Linked DNA regions of Bombyx mori: region 2 is linked to region 1. A link is a contact called in public Hi-C data. All regions are on one chromosome and are shown on one strand. Each heading gives the region's core, a stretch centred on a gene start, on an enhancer-like site or on the middle of the called end of the contact. The rest is flanking DNA. Distances are from core to core; before and after follow the strand shown. Region 1 holds the start of LOC101738671 (large ribosomal subunit protein mL50). Region 2 overlaps LOC101747187 (mediator of RNA polymerase II transcription subunit 13).

Region 1 (3,231 bases), core at 147-2,646:
ACCAGTGCGCGCGCGCACACATCGCGACATCTGTCTTGTCGCGGAGCAGACGCCGCTGTGTTGCGATACCATCTCGACGCCGAACGATCTCCTCAATATTTCATCTTTTATATCCTGAAGCCATAACTCAGCCCAAGGAAAAACCTATTTGAAAATTATATCTGACAAAAACAACAGACTAAAAGAGTGTAATGAACCCGTCAACCTAGCAACCTCTGATGCGTCATCGCAGTCATCGCGCTACGTAAACGAGTACAATTCCACACGACAAAAGCTTGTGTCCGCAAACGACGCATAAATAATTAGACAATAAGCAGGCAGGGCAAGAAATCGGTAATTTGTATCGTGTCGAGATAGGCGGAGCGCAGAGGGAGACGGGTGCAGGCAGGCGCGCGCCGCCGCGGCGCGAAGATATGGCAACGCGTCAGGTGGAAGTGGCGCCCGTGCTGTTCTCGCTTCTCGCCGAGGACGACCGAGCGCCCCCGGCTCCCCGCACCTTCAACCCGCACCCGCTAATCCTCACCCGAACACAATCTGATAAAATTCGCGCCAGCTATGAACATTACGCAAAGTCGTTCAACACTATAAGGCACCGATAATGAATGACCCCGACGATTTCTATACCATGCTGTCATACATAAACATTCGAAGCTGTCTTGCTATCGAAAGATAAAGCGAACAATTTCAAACGTATGAAAGTTATTTCCTCGACTTGGCGAAACTAGTCTTGCGAACGCATTACGGTCCGCGTTACGGCCAGGTGAATTTAAAATGACCTCTATGGGCCGGTGGCTTCTCATGGCCTCGCTAGCCGAATGCGTTGACATTTTGTGGGTTAGCAACTCAACGTGAATCTGTGGTGTCGCGAGAACGATGCCAGGATGACTAACAAACAGGCGTCATTAGTTGTTTCTGTGTAAATGGTCTCATACTAAAATTATAGCGCAATAAGATCGATTAGGAAGTCCGATTGCAGAGAGGCGAATTTCGTATATCAACGGCCGATGACGATAATCAGATCGTCCACTTAACTGTCGTGGTCTCTTTAGTTAGGAATTCTCAAAAAAATGTGGACACGTAGTCAAACAATAGTGGACTTCACAGGTGTCACACACTTCGTAACGATTTCGAAAGAAAAGTACATACGAGTTCTTTCATCAATGTAAAAGTGACTTACCAAGGCGAAGAAGTTTGTGTGGCAATCCTCGAGACTTGCACCGTTTGTTTGGTGATTTTGATGCGTCATGGTAGTCCGGGGCACTTCATTTTCATTTCACAACACTAAAAACAGGTATAATCTTAAAGAAACCACTCAAAATCTTAAAATCATCACCGACATTTAGCGTAGTTTTCACCTCTCAATGGCGACTGGAAAATGGCGGAGAGGAAACAACAACCCAAGCCGACAGTGCTGCACCCAGCGGCAGAAATCGAAAGCTCATTTCGTCCAGAAACAATTACAATTCGTTCAACAATAATTATTAAATACAATTCATAATAGCTATAAATTAATTAAGGAGTCTTGTTCAAACGTTATAATTACTTTAGCAGCTTTTTAGACAAGGGCTTTGGATCAAAAACACCTTTTGACAGTCCAATAAATACGGAATTCAAGTTATAAAATTTATAGCTGGGACAACTCTGCGTTTAATGGAGTTACGCCACCAACCATCCTGTGGATTTGACAACTTCAAAAAAGTAAATATAGGTTATGGTTATGCTGTTCGCGAAAGATAACATTGTTTAAGAATTATAAATATAACAAAACTGACTAGTAGATACCAAAAAAAATTAAGAAATGCTCAGAAATGTATTATCACCCTTACGTCGTGGAAGTTTCCAGGTATGTTTCATCAGTATCTCCGCGTTCAAAACGCTCTTAAACAATTTAATGAAAACAAATATATTGTTTCACAGGTCACATCTATCAGACAAGCTCAAAAAAAATATCCCAAAGTAGATAAAAAGGTTCAAGCAGCGGCAGAATCCTTAGCGGCAAGAGGGTAACTAAAAAAAACCAATTCATGTCAATGTGTCAATAACAAGTCTTTTTGTTCTTCTCCAGAGGGTAGATGAGTTCATGGTTTCCCTGGCTTAAATTATTGAATAGAATCCATAGACATTACAGTGTGAATGCTACATCGAGATATTATGATAGTGTTGTTTGATTGTCACAAGTCAAAAGATTCACATGCTACTTAATATACATAAATCTTAATGATATACTTAAAATCTAAATGCTGCTACTCACCTTGAGACATTTAGATCTATGACACTAGATTCCGTGCCAACTATCATTATTAAAAAAATCTAAATAATTAAAAAAAAGAAAATGCATAGAAATATTTTGTTGCGAGCATGTTTTTTTGTAAATAATTCATGGCTTTTCTTGATTGAAAATTTCATTTAATTACATTTAAATTTAATCAAAGTACATTTTAAGGTATTGTTGCTGTTTAGAGATTCATATTACAGTATAAGATTTAAGTATTTTTTATTTATTTAAGCTTCCTACGTCCCACCAAGTCATGGGATCCACCTACAAACATCAATGAAACAATTCTGAAAATATGTGCAACATGTGGATTAAATGGAAATTCAGAATTTGAAGCATTGGACACAAAATTTACAGTTCTCAAAGCTTGTTATGAAGAAACAGGCCATAGTGTGCCTAATTCACTTTTGCATACAATTGAAACAGTTGGTTGGTAAACAATTCTTAATATTGAGATTGAAGTAGATAGGTACTCAAGTAGCCAATACCATTATACACATAAGAATAAGAGGACTATTAGTGATTGATATTCAAAATTAATTCAGATGAATTATTAATATGAATGATGAATGATTAATATTTAGAATATTACAATTGACATGTCCTTCTTCAAACGAGGCTTGTGGAGAGTATTAAGCGGTAGGCAGCGGCTTGGCTCTGCCCGTGGCATTGCTGAAGTCCATGGGCAACGGTAACCACTCACCATCAGGTGGGCCGTATGCTCGTCTGCATACAAGGGCAATAAAAAAAAAAAACCTTTTTTATTTAGTGTGTGATAGTGTTGTGTAGTGATTGATCTCTTCTAAGCAATCCTATATAATGAGAATTTGAGAATGCTCTGTGTTGTTTAATCATTATCAATGTTTGTAAATTTTCAGATGACCTAACAGAATTTTACAAAACACCTGTGTACACAACTACACCGTTTGATGCTCTGAAGTTAATGGATCTACCCA
Region 2 (3,411 bases), core at 837-3,336, 45 kb before region 1:
CGGTGCCTGCGCTTCTTACGTCACGCTCCACAATTGATTATTGGAGAATTTTTCGAGCGACGTCGCGTCGATACATACGTGCAGGGAAAACTTTGTACCCCTTTTTACGAAAATTGCGCGAACGGAAGAGTATTAAAATTTCCCACACTTTAGAGAGTATAGAGAAGGAGTGCATAATGTTAATTTTTTTTTTTAATTATGCATAAAATATACATTAAATCAATAAAAAAAACATTACACACACTACCGTGTATTTGACACACACACGCATGCATACTATTTTTTTAATGTCAAACTTTTCTTACTGCTTAAAGTCTGTGGTCACATTGAGAATAGATTAATTATGGTTTGTCTTTATTAATATTTTTGTCTAAAGTGTAATCTTGGCGAAATCTATGATTATAGAAGTATAATAGTATTTGATAGTGTATAAACCTATAATTTCAATTAATTAGAGTCGAATTTCGACTACCGGGGATCACTAAGTTATTATAATATTCTGTTCTGCTTGTTTATGTTATCGATTGGTGTATAGCGTATTTGCTTCGTGAACCGGTTGATAGCGGACGATGAACGTTGATAGGCAAGCGTGTCGCGTTGCAAAAAACGACATTAGAGCGTCCCCGGCGCGATGCACCGTGTGCTTAGTGCGAGTTTCTTAACGTTCTCTTTAGCGTAAAAGTTAACCCAATTTTGTGTGCTGTTGAAACAGCGCCCCTAGCGACAAACGTAGGCAAACGAACCCATTTTTTTTTATTGCTTAGACGGGTGGACGAGCTCACAGCCCACCTTAAGTGGTTACTGGAGCCCATAGACATCCACAACGTAAATGCGCCACCCACCTTGAGATATAAGTTCTAAGGTCTCAAGTATAGTTACAACGGCTGCCCCACCCTACAAACCGAAACGCATTACTGCTTCACAGCAGAAATTAGGCGGGGTGGTGGTACCCACCCGCGCGGACTCACGAGAGGTCCTACCACCAGTAATATCATACAAATGCGCTAACTTTCACGCTATCGAGAACGTTATGAAGTTCGCACTAAGCACACCGACCTCCGGCGAGGACGACGCGACCGGCCCCGGCCAGGTGCAACGACTACCGTGAAACATTTCTGTATGCCTGACCTTCGTCAAGAGAAAAACTTCAAATACGTTCCAATGTTCACTGTCCGCGTTGTACTTCGAGACTACATTCGTAATCGAGGATAATTAAGATAAGACGCGAGAATCCTAAAAATCGACCTTCGACGTAAAACGATACGATTTTATTATTCATTATATTCTAAATCACTATCAGTGCCGTGTTTATTATAATCAAAACAAAAGTACCTTTTAATATTTATATTTTCGACCGCGACTTCAATGTAATCGTGCTAATAACATGTCAAGACAATAATTATCATAAAATTACGATATCAATGGAACACAATTTAATTTTACGAACAAATTGCATTCTTTTCGCAGCCTTTTGTAAGTCTGCAAAATTTACTTGCGATTTGAATGTGTGGTAGTAAATATATTTAAGAGTTTTTTACCTTTCGATCAAGTTATGCAAGGCCTTGAACAGCAGGGAACGACATTCGTACGACAGGCCGCTCTCCCAGGAGCCGTGTTCGCTTTCTGTGAACAAAAAAAAACAAAAAAAACATTAATAATCCGGCATTGTGACCATTTAGAATTTGTTCTAGTTTTTTAGAAATTTATACATATATGCACTATTATTATTATTATTTTCAACAACAAGTCAGAATGTTACGCATTGTTTACTATGTTAAAATATATTTTCGTGAAGACACCAATGTTAATGTTCAAGGTCGAGACGACAATGAAGATTCCTACTTTGTAGCGGTACGTTGAAGCGATAAGATCTTCGTTTGGATGCAAGCGTTGTAAGTTACGCTACAGAAATAGCTGTTGTTGCATTCGCAATCGGAAGATAAACCCGGCCTATCACTGGCGTTAGATGCGAAAACAAAACACGAGCGCGCGACGTTGCCGCCCCGCACTCCCTGCGACTATACCCGTCTCCGTCTGGAGAGGGGGCGGGGCGGGGGCGACCTGCCTGACGTCACACGTTCGCGACCGAAGCGCACGTGCTTGTGTTTGTAGCGCGCGCCGCACACAACACACATGCGAAGCGTGGTTAGCGTCCGCTAACAATTTAATTGACATTGAAATTTCTACGCGGAAATCGTTTAATGATGACTTTGTTTACACTTTTCTATGACGATGCGATAATTTACGGACACCTTGAAAAGAGCCCAGTTAGATAAAAGTACTTAGCTGTACTTGCCTCTTATGCCGCAACAAAGACAACAAATAAGTTTATCGCATAAAGACACAGAGGAACATTATCTGCAATGACATTTGTTGAGTCGCCTCGATACCGCTGGAGCGTTTCCAAGCGAACAGCCTTGACATTCGTATTCCAGGTGTACGCAGTGCGCGTACCTTCTCATATCAAATAAAATGAACTAGATTTTCCAGTATCTGGCGCGCGCCCGTCACAGATTCCTGGGAAGTTAAAACGTTATGCCGCGAATCAGTTAACGAGTCAATGTTAATGAAAATACATGAAAAATTGTTTTGCAAAGAAAATTTTAAAAAGAACACCGTTGTTTACATTGTAATTTGTAACAAATTGAAAAGTTAAGTAGTTAGTCAAGGGCGTCAGGCTGTCGTCAGCTGTGGTCTGCTGTAAAACTACAAACTACTTACTGGTCTGCTTCGAATTGTTTGAACAACTACATACAATCGCAAAGGGCTGTGTGACGGCTCTCCTTGCACGGGAGCAGGAGTGACAAAAGGTAATAAAGGTTTAGAAATATATTTACTCTACAGTCATAGGGGCTTGATTAATATTTATAGGCTGATACAGCTTTTTACTGGTGGTAGGACCTCTTGTGAGTCCGCACGGGTAGGTACCACCACTCCGCCTATTTCTGCGTTTCGGTTTGAAGTATACTGAGACTTATATCTCAAGGTAGGTGGCGGATTTACGTTGTAGATGTCTATTGGCTCCAATAACACCTAATACCAGGTGGGCTGTGAGCCCGTCCAGTCATTAAAGCAATAAAAAAAAACAGCTTTCGAGGACTCAACGGGCCTAGTTTACCGTCAAACAGAGAATAGTATTAATTAACAAAACAAATACATAGGCTAGATTTGAAAGAAGCAAACAACCAAATATATTTCGAGTGGATCGTCCAAAAATAGGTTAATCTCGTACAATTAAGATACGCGGCCGGTCCGGCGTCGTCCGCTCCGCCTTCCAAGGCCGCCGACACCACAAACGGTTACGTTTACCGTATGCCGGGTACCGGTGAGCGCGAATGCCGACCGAGTCACGATCCCGACCGCGCCATGCTACCAGCGCCGCTATATACTAAAACCACACAATCCCAAGTT

Evidence for each region. Hi-C and Micro-C count contacts between places; a contact is called where the count stands out from the background.
Region 2: a contact with region 1 is called in a Hi-C map of midgut, with 2.7 times the contacts expected there. The contact joins the enhancer-like site here to the promoter of LOC101738671 in region 1. A contact is called at or near these places in 7 of 7 Hi-C or Micro-C datasets (middle silk gland, midgut, posterior silk gland and 2 more).

The regions. Positions count from the first base shown.
Region 1 is chr10:1,957,879-1,961,109 of ASM3026992v2, reverse strand. LOC101738671 (large ribosomal subunit protein mL50) reads left to right here and starts at 1,396. Exons shown (of 5, transcript XM_004930290.5): 1 at 1,396-1,843; 2 at 1,918-2,003; 3 at 2,508-2,704; 4 at 3,154-3,231. The coding sequence starts at 1,799. LOC101747187 (mediator of RNA polymerase II transcription subunit 13) reads right to left here and starts at 1,479. Exons shown (of 25, transcript XM_038013509.2): 1 at 1,356-1,479; 2 at 1,178-1,281. The coding sequence starts at 1,246.
Region 2 is chr10:2,002,971-2,006,381 of ASM3026992v2, reverse strand. LOC101747187 (mediator of RNA polymerase II transcription subunit 13) reads right to left here. Exons shown (of 25, transcript XM_038013509.2): 4 at 1,539-1,623. Among protein-coding and RNA genes, the nearest start is that of LOC101738809, 29 kb to the left of the region's middle. Within about 2 kb of position 2,086, at least 8 of the 8 cell types and tissues checked have open chromatin away from gene starts, as enhancers often do.